2 separate regions of the Arabidopsis thaliana genome follow, and region 1 is linked to region 2. Evidence: chromatin contacts called from public ChIA-PET data. All regions are on one chromosome and are shown on one strand. Each heading gives the region's core, a stretch centred on a gene start, on an enhancer-like site or on the middle of the called end of the contact. The rest is flanking DNA. Distances are from core to core; before and after follow the strand shown. Region 1 holds the start of AT2G23910 (NAD(P)-binding Rossmann-fold superfamily protein). Region 2 holds the start of AT2G23820 (Metal-dependent phosphohydrolase).

Region 1 (7,661 bases), core at 1,076-3,575, 37 kb after region 2:
TGGGTGAAGTATCGCAGTGGTGGATTTAAGGGGATCACAAGACCTTACACAATCGAGATCATCTTCTCTCAAAACGTTCAGATCTCGAACATCACAATCATCGATTCGCCTGCATGGAATATTCATCCTGTATATTGCAACAATGTCATCGTCAAAGGCGTTACCATTCTTGCTCCTATCGATTCTCCTAATACCGATGGAATCAACCCTGGTAAGTCCATATCCCACGCCACATTATATCAAAACGCTCTGATTTTTTGTTTGTGTTTCTAATCATCATATTGGCTTTATATTTTCACATGGCATTGTCATTTTGTTTTGACACACTTTTTTCTTCTTTATTAGATTCATGCACCAACACATTGATAGAAGACTGTTACGTAGTCTCGGGAGACGATTGCATCGCCGTGAAGAGCGGTTGGGATCAGTTTGGTATCAAAGTCGGCATGCCAACTCAACAATTGTCTATCCGACGGCTCACATGCATCTCTCCCGACAGCGCTGGAATAGCACTCGGAAGTGAAATGTCCGGTGGAATCAAAGACGTTAGAATCGAAGACATTACATTACTTCAGACACAATCCGCTATCCGAATCAAAACCGCGGTTGGTCGTGGTGGTTATGTTAAGGATATTTTCGCCAGGAGGTTCACAATGAAAACAATGAAATACGTTTTCTGGATGAGCGGTGCTTATAACCAACACCCCGCTTCCGGTTTTGATCCCAAGGCTATGCCCGTGATTACGAATATCAACTACCGTGACATGACCGCGGATAATGTCACGCAACCTGCGAGGCTCGATGGGTTCAAGAACGATCCTTTCACAAAGATATGTATGTCGAATATAAAGATTGATTTGGCTGCTGAGCCGAAGAAGTTGTTGTGGAATTGTACAAGCATCTCTGGAGTTTCGAGCAAGGTTACACCTAAACCGTGTAGTTTGTTGCCGGAGAAAGGAGCACCGGTGGACTGTGCTTTTCCGGTTGATAAGATTCCTATTGAATCTGTTGTCCTGAACAAATGCTCTGCTTAGAGATTGTGAACGGAGATAATACTAATTTCCTCATAAATATATATACATTGTCTTTTTGCAATGTATATTAATTCCCTTAGAAGAAAATGTCCCAGCTGTTATTTTATAAAGCTGATGGGTACATGCAATGGTTTTAGAATACGCATACGAAATTATACAATCAGTTTCGTGGAATTAAATTAAAGTTTGAAACGACGATTATAAGCATATGTATCGAATTAGAGATTAAGCTTTCCTAGTTTTGTCTAGGATTGAATTCTTATGCGAGAGATGAAAATGTGATCTAAGCATCGCTAGACCCTAAACATTAATGGATAACAAAAGGATGTGTGTTATATCTACATGGAATTTTTATGTCACATATCAAATTTTATGTATAGTTTAAAATGTAATTAAGTCCTTATCAAAACATATATGTTTGGTTAGTGTTATACTGTAATTGATGTTTTTTTTACAAATATGTTAAATAGCGCATTGCATGGTTTATCACATTAACCAATGTTTTTGTGCTTGATGGCTCGATTTATGCGATGTGCTAAGTTGTCTTAGAAGACGGATCCTCGGTATATATTCTTGTGACCTAAAGATATCCCACGGGCGACATCGCAACTAATTGATATGCAGAATAGACTAATAGTACAAAATTTGTCCGTATCACATATTTTTTATGTCACTAGTTACTATAAAAAATAATTAAAATACAAGTCAACACATAACAAAAAGAATTATAAACTAATAAAATGATTAAAGTCGTTGATTAGTTTAAAATCTGCAACTAAAAATGATAATATTTGCAATAATATTTTTCATTTTTATATTCCCTTTGTTCTACTCGTTTTATCTAATTATGTTTGGTTGGCACAACATATATATTCATTTTGATAATTCTACCTATCTTTCTTTTAAGAACACTTGTCAGAATTCAGAACGTAAGATAAAGCTAACTCACAATGTCATCGTAAATCATCTTCACACCACAATCGCTACCTACTAACTTCTAGCTACTTTGTTGTCAACTTCTCATATTAACCTTCTCTTTTTTCACTATAGTATTTGAATCCAAATTACTAATTTATTTAAATATAAACTTTAGAAATATTAAAATAATAATAGTTTAAAAATAACTAATACTACAAAACATTAAAAAAAAAGAATTACGTTTTTCAATCAATTATTTATTATTCTGTTTTTTTTTCCACCGGTCAATGGATTAACCAACAACACAAAGCCATATAGTAAAACAAGAAGATGAGTAGGTTGGGAGCGTGCAACAATGAAATAGTTCACCCACCTTTCTCCTATTTATTACTACTTCCTTCTCCTCACGTCTCTCCTCTACATAGTAAGACCCAACTAAATATCTTCTTTTCTCTCCATACACTTTTTCCAGATATTTCTAATCAACAAAACTGATGAATCAAGAAAAGACCATTTCTTGTTGTTGTGTTCTTGATGCTTCCACTTATGTTGGTTTCTGGATTCTCAAGAGATTGCTCACTAGAGGTTACTCTGTTCACGCAGCTATCCGTAAAAACGGTAAAAAAATCTATCAAACTCTTTTTTCAATTGATTTCAAGGATTTTGAGACAAATGATTTGTTTATCTGGCCAAATTCACTAATGGTGCTATAAAGTTTCCAACCTTTAATTGGTTCCAATCAATTTTTGAGGCAATGGGTTCAAGTTCACTTATGGGTACAATCAAATTTAGATGGAATCTTGTTGCAAGGGTTTTTTTTTTTTCTCTCTAATGAGGATTTTTGGTAATAGGGGAGAGTGTGCTTGAAGAGAAAATCAGAGACATGGAAGCTAACGAAGAGAGATTAGAGGTTTATGATGTGGATGTGTTAGATTACCAAAGTATCCTCATTTCTCTCAACAATTGTAATGCTGTCTTCTGTTGTTTGGATAATCCTGAAGGGTACGATGTGAGTATTTTAGTGTTTCTCACTCACCACTTCTCTGTAATCTCTCTTTTTTTTTGTGTGGTTTGGGGAAATTGAGATTTTGTTTATGAAATGATGTGAAATTAGGAGGAGAAGGAAGTGGATTTGGAGGTGAGAGGAGCTATTAATGTGGTGGAAGCATGTGCAAGAACAGAGAGTATAGAGAAGATTGTGTTCTCATCTTCGTTAACTGCTGCAATTTGGAGAGATAACATTGGAACTCAGAAAGATGTTGATGAGAAGTGTTGGAGTGATCTTGACTTCTGTCTCAAAAAAAAGGTATTTTAGTTCAACTCTTTTTGGTTCATTCATTTTCTTGAAAAGTTCAAGACATTTATAAACATGTTGGACCCACAGTTTATTCATATTCATATATGATAGTTTTGACATAGAATGAACAATTATTTCATGTACCTTTTCATCAATCAATCTGAAATGTATTATTTAAATTATTGTTATTTTGAAATTACAAGATACCATATTATTTGTTGAACTTCTAAAACTTTGGGGGTAGTGAATCTTTGTTGGAAAAGTAAATCAAAAATTGGGTCTTCATGTAATGTATTTGACATTTGTCATAATGTCATGTGTTTATCTTAGACTCATTTTGGTCAAGATTCAATGTAAGACTGCCTTAATAAAATATTAAAGAGGTCAAAACTCTAACTAAATCCTACCTAGATCATATTTTAGAATAGTACTTAATTTAATTTTGTAACTACTTTCTTAATCACAGTTGTGGCATGCTCTTGCGAAGACACAGTCCGAGAAGGCAGCTTGGGCATTAGCCATGGATCGTATGGTCAACATGGTTTCGGTTAACCCGGGCCTCATCGTTGGACCATCAGTGGCTCAACACAACCCAAGACCGACCATGTCTTACCTCAAAGGTATATATATATATTATTATTTTTTGACAATCAGGTACATATATATACTACATTCATGTAACTAATAATGTAATTGTTCTGGCTATGTATGTGATTGTAGGAGCTGCACAAATGTATGAGAACGGTGTGTTAGCGTACGTAGATGTTGAATTTGTAGCGGATGTTCACATTCGAGCATTCGAGGATACTTCGGCTTGTGGTAGATACTTTTGCTTCAACCAAATTGTGAACACGGAAGAAGAAGCTCTCAAGCTTGTACAAACTCTATCTCCTTTAATACCTATGCCACCAAGGTAATTATTATTACTATTATTGTTATTATCATTACTACTATATAATTTATTATTTTATAGTTATAATATATGATTTAGGCATGAGAAAGAAATGCAAGGAAGTGAAGTTTATGAAGAGAGATTGAGAAACAAGAAACTAAACAAGCTGGTGGAAGCTGGATTTGCTTGTTAATTACATGAAGAGAGATGTTATAAATTAAAGGGCAAGAAAATAACAAAGAAATTTTATAGTAAGAGTTGTTTGTTTACTTATTTTTTTAATTATTGTACTCTCAATTCAGTATTTTATATATCTATATTTTATTTTATTTTGAAATGAAAGGAAAATATGTGTTACTCATAGAAAAGTGAGTATTTTTTTTTTGGTTTTAATGTGAGAAAAGTGAGTATTTATTACTTGTATGTCATTATTTATGGAATATATGATGAGGCTAGGTAGCAACAAATAATAAGAAAATGAGAAAAGCATTATACAGTTTTGTACTAAACTACACATTTGCAAGCTAAGAAGGAAATAAATTTTGACATGTGCTTGATGTAATTTATGAGTTGTCAACTTTAAAGTATATAGCTAACTGTTGATGAATGATTTATCATTAACATTTTTAAAAAAAATTAGATACAATTTGAAACGTGTAATAAATGATGAGCATATATCCATACATTTTGTTTGTAATGGGTTTCTGATTTATCCACACTTCAGTTTCTGCAAGCTGTGATGTTAGACATGATAAAATCACACAAACAATTCAGAGACATACAAAATCAGGATTGTGAAGCAGGATTTAAAGTATATAGCTTAGTTTTTTTTGTATTTTTTTTTAACAGCAAAATCAATATTCACGTTTTAGACATCAGAAAATGAAGCAGGATTTGCAAGTTTGAGAGTTAAAAGTCAGTCATTAACAAAATCAAAATCTCAAATGCATCCACGATTTATTAATACAACATAAATAATGCAATACGATCCAAAAGAAACTACAAAAATAAAATTTAAGGTTCGGTCTTCTCAAAAAAGATCAAGGTTTTGTCTTCTTGGTATGTCCATCATGAAGTTTCTTCTATGGGACGTTCTTTAAATTTGCATGATATAGATCAAGATGGGTTGTTGCCATATGCGAGGATGATGTTGAATTGCCTCTGCTGGACCAACGTTTCAAGGACACTAAAATTTTAATGTCTTTGGCAGGACCGGCTATAAAATTTTGGGGTCAAAACTCAAACAAAATAATTTAAGATTATTAAAAAAAAAAGTGGAGCCAATTATCGTAAAATAAAAGTATTATTAACAGTATATTGAAATTTTAAAGTCTTGAACCACACTTTTGATCATATGAGATAATATGTTTTGGTGGTGTTTTAAGAGCAAAACTAAAGGAGATGGGAAACTCGATATTTGGTCGATGTGGGATGAGTGTAGACAACTTCAAGGCTGTGAAGATCCCAACACCGGCTCTTACTCCATTTCTTTTCAAAACTAGTCGATACATTCTCATACACAACTTATTATTAATAGGTTTCAGTGTTTTACATCAACCAATTTTATATTAATCGTTTATTTATATTTATTTTGTTGTCGATGAATCGGTATTAGAAATTGAGAGCTTGTGGCATGGTATATCTGTACATTCAAGTATTACAGTGGAGAAATTTTTATTTTGGACTGATATATTGTTGTTATCCCGAGCTAAATTTGTAAATAGGAAACACAAATTGAAACTTATAAAGTAAATCGCGAGAAAAATCAATTGATTATTAGAGAAATACTAAACAATCTGAAATGCAAATCGTTCGCTCAAAGTAAGCTCACGATTACACAACGATCAACATAGACTGCTATTGCTACATCACCAGAGTATTTCTTTGTCTCTCTCTCAACAATCTAGAAAAGCATAAAGCTTATGAGATGTAAAGGTAGAAAAATTTAGAGAAATATTTATCATTTTTCAATTAAAAATATAATAAGAGAAAAATGATAATGCATTATGTTTAAATAATATATATATATAAAGAAAAAAATTTAACCTTGTGAAATTTATAATTTTGTTAGTCTAAATATAGTATATGTAGATAAAATATAAAATTAGTGAGTATAATAGATGTGTCACCACTTACCACTTATTACCTAAATTAAATTCATTATAATGCATATTGGTGGCAGAAAAATTGTATATGTAATGCTGAAAAACAAAATGGTATATGTAATATCATTCGATAGAAACAATTCGAACAATTGGCCGCATTAGAACTACAATGACATAAAAATGTCTTCGTCATTTTAATTTTTTTCTTATCATTTTTGATGTTGTGGTGAAATTTTAGTGTAACTTTTAAAATTTATCGATTGGTGAAATCAAAAATATTTGATCAATTGGTTAGACGCTAAATATTTGATCAATTGGTTAGACCACAACAAAAATATTTAATTAATTGGTTAGACGATTGTAAGATATTACATCAGATTAATAGCGTCTAGAGAATACACTTCGACGAAAAAGGAAAATCACTTAAAAAAAAAAAAAAAAATACACTTCGACGAAACATGTCAATAGTCATATGAGTTGGGCCTTATAGTTTATTGGGCCTGAGTAGATTATTGGGCTTAAAGGAGTAGTAAAAAACAAGAAGACGCTAACACTAGACTTCCAAAAATCAAAACTTTAGGGTTTCAGAGCAAACTCTGTCTTCTTCAAGCCGAGAGCGAAAACCCTAAGCTCAATTCCGATTTTGCAACTATGAGTCGTTCAGGTCAGCCTCCGGATCTTAAGAAGTAAGCCCTTGTTCTTATTTCTCTCTTTCTGTTTCTATATCTTCGTGTTTCTGATTTAATTTTTGTGCTTAATCTGTTGTTTGTTTTTGTTTCGTTCGATGCAGGTACATGGATAAGAAGCTCCAAAGTAAGTTCAATATCTTCATCTTCTTTTATCGATAGTTAGGGAACTTCAGTTTTGTATAACACATTAGCTGAGATGTGATTGCAACTTTATTCTGTGAATCGAACTGGATTTGGTATTACTGATTTTAGTTATAGTGTCTAGAATCGAACTCAAAGTAGTTTTTTTTTGGTGATTGTGTTTTGATTTTAGCAAAGAGTGGATTTTTTCTTGATGTGTTGAGATTGATGAATTGTATTTGAAATGCAGTCAAGCTTAATGCTAACCGAATGGTTACTGGAACTCTTCGTGGGTTTGATCAGTTCATGAATCTTGTTGTGGATAACACTGTTGAGGTGAACGGTAACGACAAAACCGACATCGGGATGGTGGTAAGTCTCTCGATTCTGTGTCCCTTTGTCGTTAATCTTCTGCTGCTCTTGACTGATGTTTTACTTTGGTTTTGGGAGCAGGTGATTAGAGGAAACAGCATTGTCACTGTTGAAGCTCTTGAACCAGTGGGCAGATCTTCTTAGCTCGTTATATTCATTGGTTATGATCTTTTTGTACTAAGCACTAGCTATGAGAAATCTTGGTGGTAGATTCGCAGTTACGATGAATTGATT
Region 2 (7,172 bases), core at 67-2,566:
CATTCTCCTAATTTACATATGAAATATTTATATTCTTAGCATAAAAAAAAAGTCCGACTATATTTCAATTTAGATCATTGTTTGAGAAAAATTTCACTTTTTAGGTAAATGACCAATCACGTTACAACATATCAGTATCAAATCCACATAAGACATCCATGTGACACATTGCATATGCAAAGAGAAAACGAGACACCAAAATTTTGTACAAACAATAATCAGTCAATCCGAGGCTACTATATTAAAAAATTCAAAAAAAAAATTGTGATTTAATGATATTTTGAAAGTTTAAGTTTTTTCGTCCTAAATTTGAAAACTGACACATTTTTGATATTTTTACCTTTGATACATCCGTAGAAAAAATATTTACCTACTAAATATTTTCTTATATGTAGCTTATAAGTATAATTATGTGAATAACACTAACTAAAATAGATATTAGTTTATTTAAGTTTGAAAAAAATGTGACGGTTAGCTTCTCATAGCTTGAGTTTTGTGGAAACTTTACTTTATTATATTAAATATCATCATATCACATAATATGATAGTAACAAACTAATTAGTAATGTACCATCAACTTTTCTAGTAGTAAGTACTACTTTGAGGAATCTTGCACTCTGATGATATCAGGAATATGATCATAAACTTCAGAGCATCAACTCCTAGAAGAAACCGAGTGAGGTGGTCCAAATCAACAAACCTGAACACACAAGAACCTTGAATAAGACTTTCCAAATAAAAGTAGAAAAAAAAAACAGAGAATTAGAAATTCAAAAACCATACTCTTATTTTCTGGGACAAGGGTTTTTTTATACCCGAACAATTTACAAAGTGTATTTTCATACCAAAACAAATTTGAAGGATGAATTCATACCCAAACTCCAAAAACATTTGAATTTTATAGCTAAACTTTACATTTAGTGCTTAATTCAAAATCGTAAATAACGAGTATTAGTCAACTGTTACAGTTGCTGAGTCAAATGACATGTATTTGATGTTATACTTCAAAACGACATCGTGTTAAATGTTAGAATTAAAGTTATACAAAATTTTGTAAAAATCAGATATTGAAGCCACGACGTTTCACTCATTTAGGCAGCTTATTAACATTTGATCGACAACTATCATGAGTTCGAGACCTAATTTTTTTGTACAACTCTATAAAATTTTAATTCTAACACTTAAAACGATGTTGTTATAAACTCTTGACCAAACCTAGATATGAAAATACGTTTTTCCCCTGATTTGATGTTAGCCCCACGAAACTCATGACCCGAACCTAGATAGTTTGCTTGTCTTCAAGCAAACGCTGTCCAGATCAACCAAGTGAAGGGACTTATTTTCTTTTTTCCAATGATTCGGAATTCAAGACCCACTACACTATTGGGTCTTCATATAATAAAAGGCCCAATAAAAGTCTCCAGAGGAAACAAAACTAATCGAAACGACGAAACAGTTAAGGTAACAAAGTAAACAAACACGATTCCCAAAACACGAAGAAAGATAAAGCAAAGAAAAAAAAAGAAAGATGAAGAATGTGAATCGAGTCTTCTTCTGCAAATCACTATCTCTCGTCTTCCTCGTTCCTTCTTTCACTCGTTCTCATATCCGATTTACTTACTCCGCCGCCGGTGCTTCTTCTCCTAATCGAGCTATTCACTGCATGGCTTCCGATTCCCCTCAATCCGGAGATGGTTCCGTCTCTTCTCCTCCTAATGTCGCGGCTGTTCCCTCTTCTTCTTCTTCTTCGTCCGCTTCTTCCGCCATTGATTTCCTCTCTCTCTGTACTCGTCTCAAGGTAAGCTTTGATTGATCCGCCTTACATTTTCGCTAAGATCCGGTGGTTTTGTGTGATTATACAACGCAATGTTGGTTAGATGATGCGATTGTTCTTGTTGATGGATTGTGTGGAAATCTGATTTCGTTAGGGAAATGAAACGATTTCAAGCTATGTAGTTACTTTTGATGTTCTTGTTGATGGATTGTATTGGAATCTGTAAATTCGTTTGTGCAATGAAACGATTTCAAGCTTTGTTGTTACTGTGTAGATGTGAAGTTTTTATGTGAATCTGGTTAGTTTTCGCGGTGGTTTCTGTCAATGAACTATTTCTACTCGTAACTTTTGTCTATGGAACCTAGAATTTGATACAGATGTTGGTTTGAAACCTCTAACGCATTGTTTAGATTTATGTGGATGTTTTTTACCAATGTAAGATTGGATCTGTGTTAAGAATGGAGATTATTCTGGTGATGGATTGTAGAAACTCAATGCATTGTAACTGTTTATATAAGATCATTTGTTTTTTAGATTTGTGTGGATGTTTGTTATCAATGTTATGATGGATCTGTGTGGAGATAGCTTGAAACGTTTCGTGCTTAATGGATTGTATTGGAATGTATAGTGGATTGTTACGGAAATGAAACATTGTCAAGCTTGGCTGCATCTGTTGACGGATTGTAGAATTCGTTTAGGGGAATGAAATGATTTCAAGTTTATGTGATTAATGGTCTGTGATTACTAAATCCTTGAAGATGTGAAGTTTGTCATGTGTTTTACTTTTTTGTGAATCAAGTGAGTTTTTGTTTGCTGATTTAACGATAGAGTTTGTGTGCTGTATCGTTTGGTAAACCATCTTTTTATATCAAATAGACAACTCCAAGAGCTGGATGGATTAAGAGAGATGTGAAAGATCCAGAATCTATAGCGGATCACATGTATCGGATGGGTCTTATGGCTCTAATTTCTTCAGATATCCCCGGTGTTAACAGAGACAAGTAAGTTTCTTGCTTGCTTCTCTCTTTTCAAGTTTCAACTGCTGTGAAAAAACTCTTCTTATATACATACTTTTCTTTCTATAGATGCATGAAAATGGCGATTGTTCATGATATTGCAGAAGGTTAGTTCTTTCACTTTTAGAGATTTTTAATCATCGATTTTCTTAATCACGAGTTATTTAGTCGAGTTGTTGTTGAGCAGCCATTGTAGGAGACATTACACCTTCTTGTGGGATATCTAAAGAAGAGAAAAACCGAAGAGAAAGCGAAGCACTTGAGCACATGTGCAAACTCTTGGGTGGAGGCGAAAGAGGTCTGTTTCTCTTCTATTGTTGAAATACCTTATGTATCTTCGTTCGACCTTCTTATGCTCATTTGTATAACACTTATCATCACTTCTAAAAATGTATATATCGTAATTGCAGCAAAAGAAATCGCTGAGCTTTGGAGAGAATACGAAGAGAACTCTTCACCTGAAGCCAAAGTTGTTAAAGATTTCGATAAAGTTGAGCTGATACTACAAGCTTTGGAATATGAACAAGGTAATGAATGACCAATAAAAGAAACTCTCTTTCGATAAGAGATTTAGCAGAAACTAATACTCATATTGTTTTTTGTTTGCTATTTAACGCAGATCAAGGGAAAGATCTAGAAGAGTTTTTCCAATCAACAGCAGGTAATTTTTGTTGTATGTCATTATACTCTAAATAGATAATCTGAATATGGTTGAAGGCTTTAAGCTTGTTACTGTTTGATTCAGGGAAGTTCCAGACTAATATAGGCAAGGCTTGGGCGTCGGAGATTGTTTCAAGAAGACGAAAGCAACATTAGTTCTCACTTGACTCTTTCTTTTTGTTTCTTAACGTCTAGCTCAGTGGAGTTCAAATACTCGTACGTTTCAAATTTAATCATCTTAAGGTTTTTCTAATAATCTTCGTAGCTGTCTTTACTTGTTTTGTTACTATCACTAATAAAAGATAGCTAGCTAGTGACTATCTTATAGATAGCTAATGAAGATCAAAAAACTTAATCAAGCTCTTAAATTTTATTTTAAGAAAGTATCATTGGTTCCTCAATATAAATTTTCGGATCGTTAATAGAGGTCAAATGATTTTTCTTTGTTTTGTTTTGTTTCAAGATTTTGCACGGGTTAAAAGTTGAATAAGAATAACGAATAGAGTATAGACACTTCATAAAGTGTAGTTTCCCTGCCACACTTAGATCTCCTACTAACCTCACTTAGATTAGATTTCTCTCTAGTCTAAAAGTCTTTAAACCTTTTACCATTGGGTTTCACAAAATTAACATTAGTAGTTATGTCTTTTCTTTTTAAAAACATATTTTAGAATAAACCATATCTCCAACCGAAAACTCCAAACTCTCTCCGACGCTTATCCGCATAGTTCTTTTGTCGATTTTGAGCTTCTTTTATCTTAACCTTTAAGATTTTGATTTTTTCCGATGTTCATGTTATTAACCACAAGTCTACAATTAAATTATTATATTTTTTTAAAAATGATTCTTGCGCGAGAAGCTACTTAGTGGACTCGGAAGGAGAAGGGAAATTGGTAGAGGTTTTAATTTGCAAAACTTATAATAATATAATAGTAGTAGTCGTAACAAATGGTTTAGCTGATTATTCAACATGGAACTTTTCAAAGAATGTTTCAGTTTTAGTTGAACAGACAATTTTTACCCTTGTCGTAACAAGACAAATAACGATTTTTCCGACTCTCTTCATTCGATCTCTCTCCCTCTCCCTCTCTCGATCGGAAAAGTTTGAATCTCCGGCGATCTTCTCAAGATGAGTAACAACGAGCTTCTCGAAATCGAGCCTATGTATCTTCAATTCCCTTGTAAGTTTTTTTTTTGACTTTTTCTTGTTTTCCCTGATTTTGCATGTCTTTCTTGTCCATAACCAGATTTTGTTGAGTTATGGTTTACTATTAAATTTCGCTATTCACTTGGCTGAGTTGATGTAGTTGAATTGAAGAAGCAGATGTCTTGCTCTCTTTACTTGACGAACAAGACAGACAATAACGTGGCCTTTAAGGTAAAACAAAGTTTTCCGAGTCATTAAATTGTCGTGATTATCTCGTGTTTCTAAGGTTTCTCGTGATTCTCTTTATTTTATTTGAGGTTAAGACGACAAATCGGAACAACTATTGCGTTAGGCCTAATTATGGACTTATTCTTCCAAAGTCGACTTGTAAAGTTCTTGGTCCGTTCTCTAATCGTTTTCTTGGGGAAACTTTTTTTCCCCCTTCAACTGCCAAACTTGTTCTTGGACTAGGAATTTGATGAATCTTTATTTGTTGTTTGTCTAGTGACCATGCAAGCTCAAAAGGAAGTTCCTTCTGATATGCAGAGCTTTGAAAAGTTTATGATTCAAAGTGTACTGGCTAGTCCTGGAGTCACAGCCAAAGAAGTTACTCGTGAGATGGTACTGATTCACATTGTTGATTTGATGAATAATTCACACTTTGGCTTTTGGTTCCTTAAAGCATTTGTTTCGTTTTTTTCTGATGAGCAACTTTGCAGTTTAGCAAAGAATCAGGGCATGTAGTTGAGGAGACTAAACTGAGAGTTACTTATGTTTGCTCCACCACGACCAACATCACTAGTTCACCAAGGACTAGAAGAGGGTTTATATTTCAGTGTTTTTGTTAGACATTTTCTCTTTACTTCATTGACGATATTCATCACCAGTAACACTCTTAGCGATGTCTCTTGCTATGGCGTTTGGAGCTGCTTGCCACGAGCTCGTAATAGCGGCTGGTAAAACTCGATTGATTCTGTACAGTAATTTGTTTGTAAAATAATTATGAGACCCAGTTTACTTTGTATATAATGCACTAAAATCTAAACATCACTGACCATCTATATAATCATATCCTTATAGCTCAAACCTTTGAAATTCAAATAAAATAACACATATCTTAGATAGGCGTGGGCATTCGGGTACCCGTTCGGGTTCGGTTCTTTTTTTCCGGGTATCGGGTCTATTCGGGTAAGAGGTTGAGAACCATTCGGGTATTCTAAAAATTCAGTTCGGTTTCGGTTCGGTTTCGGGTCGGTTCGGTTATTTTAGTAAAAATGTAAAAATAACCAAAAATACCCAAAATATTTTTGGGTTCGGGTTGGATTCGGGTTTTTTACTCATATATACCCAAATCTACCCGAAATACCCGATTGCCCGTAAATATATTTGTTACTTTTTATACAAATATAACCAAATGTAAACAAAATACTTAAATTACCTAAAAGAAAACTATAACATTTGTTACTTTTATCCCAAATATATCCAAATGTATATGAATTACTAAAAGAATCTAGTATAATCGGATTTATAATTTTAATTTTGGGTGTTTGAGGTATTACAAATATATATATAACTAATATATTTAGGTTACATTTGTATTCGGGTACCCACGGGTATTAGATTCGGTTCGGGTTCGGTTCGAGTTTTTTCGGGTAGTGAAGTCGAGGACCCATTCAGGTTATTCTAAAAATCGGATTCAGATTCGGTTTGGTTATTTTTCGGGTTTTTCGGTTCGGATATTCGGTTCCGGGTATTATGCCCATGCCTATATCTTACCATCGGATAATTCTTTATTTATTTATTTTTATTTATTTTTTTTTTATCACAAAGAGGTGTCCATATTATTCATAAGAGCTATAAAAAGTCAAAGTAACTAATAAATAACACTACAAAGGTGTCCATAATCCGTAAGTAACCACAAAGACGTATTCATAATCCGTAAGTAATACTATTTATTCTTAGTGAATCCTCTTTTCCTTTCTGATCTTCGGCGGCTCTAGTACTGGTAGTAAGGTTTGCGGCAGAAGTTTTCGAAATGCTTATTAGCAATCAGATTCAAACCAGCACCCTCGATCTTTCCATAATGACCGTTGCCCACTGTAGAAGATTCTTCATTAAGCATGCTTTTGTTCAATTCCACACTAAGCTAGGAAGACTTTATGAGTGATTGAGGTCCATAGAGCGTATGATTTCTTGTCCTACAATGTCACGTAGATGAGCAATCTTGTATGTAAAACCATCCTTATACAAAGCCTTTCTGTGCTAGTGAAGACTATCCTGAGGAATACCATTCCTCGTGTATAAGAAGAAGCTAAATAAAGTTTCAAGCTTTCCCAGATTCATCTCTGGCTAGGTGAGAGTGTCATGAATTACAACATCCGACATGGTTCTTAGAACAATGGATCTTGCTCCCAAGATAAACCTATGGGATCTGATCCCAAGCATAAGTCATCATCCGTTTTCACTAGAATGTCAGTGAGATATGCACTAAATTTAATTTGTCTTATTGAATTCATTTATCTTAATAACCTAACTTAGGGCCTAATTGGCAAGTTCTTTAGAGTCTTTACAAAGC

The links. ChIA-PET counts read pairs in DNA pulled down with a chosen protein or histone mark.
Region 1: an H3K4me3 ChIA-PET map of shoot shows a contact between it and region 2, with 12 read pairs. The contact joins the promoter of AT2G23910 here to the promoter of AT2G23820 in region 2. A contact is called at or near these places in 5 of 26 Hi-C or Micro-C datasets (cotyledon, leaf, root and 2 more) and 1 of 2 datasets of contacts at active chromatin or transcription factors (shoot).

The regions. Positions count from the first base shown.
Region 1 is chr2:10,175,456-10,183,116 of TAIR10.1, forward strand. AT2G23910 (NAD(P)-binding Rossmann-fold superfamily protein) reads left to right here and starts at 2,326. Exons shown (of 6, transcript NM_127952.3): 1 at 2,326-2,570; 2 at 2,804-2,961; 3 at 3,067-3,258; 4 at 3,716-3,869; 5 at 3,970-4,162; 6 at 4,241-4,633. The coding sequence starts at 2,447. The coding sequence ends at 4,334. It overlaps AT2G23900 (Pectin lyase-like superfamily protein), which reads left to right. Exons shown (of 5, transcript NM_127951.5): 4 at 1-211; 5 at 346-1,403. The coding sequence ends at 1,034. It overlaps SNRNP-G (Putative small nuclear ribonucleoprotein G), which reads left to right and starts at 6,796. Exons shown (of 4, transcript NM_127954.3): 1 at 6,796-6,932; 2 at 7,037-7,059; 3 at 7,306-7,427; 4 at 7,509-7,661. The coding sequence starts at 6,898. The coding sequence ends at 7,571.
Region 2 is chr2:10,139,067-10,146,238 of TAIR10.1, forward strand. AT2G23820 (Metal-dependent phosphohydrolase) reads left to right here and starts at 1,317. Exons shown (of 7, transcript NM_201793.4): 1 at 1,317-1,798; 2 at 2,651-2,775; 3 at 2,860-2,897; 4 at 2,978-3,088; 5 at 3,201-3,317; 6 at 3,410-3,451; 7 at 3,536-3,872. The coding sequence starts at 1,529. The coding sequence ends at 3,606. AT2G23830 (PapD-like superfamily protein) reads left to right here and starts at 4,402. Exons shown (of 5, transcript NM_127946.2): 1 at 4,402-4,631; 2 at 4,758-4,828; 3 at 4,915-4,996; 4 at 5,103-5,218; 5 at 5,317-5,648. The coding sequence starts at 4,580. The coding sequence ends at 5,445.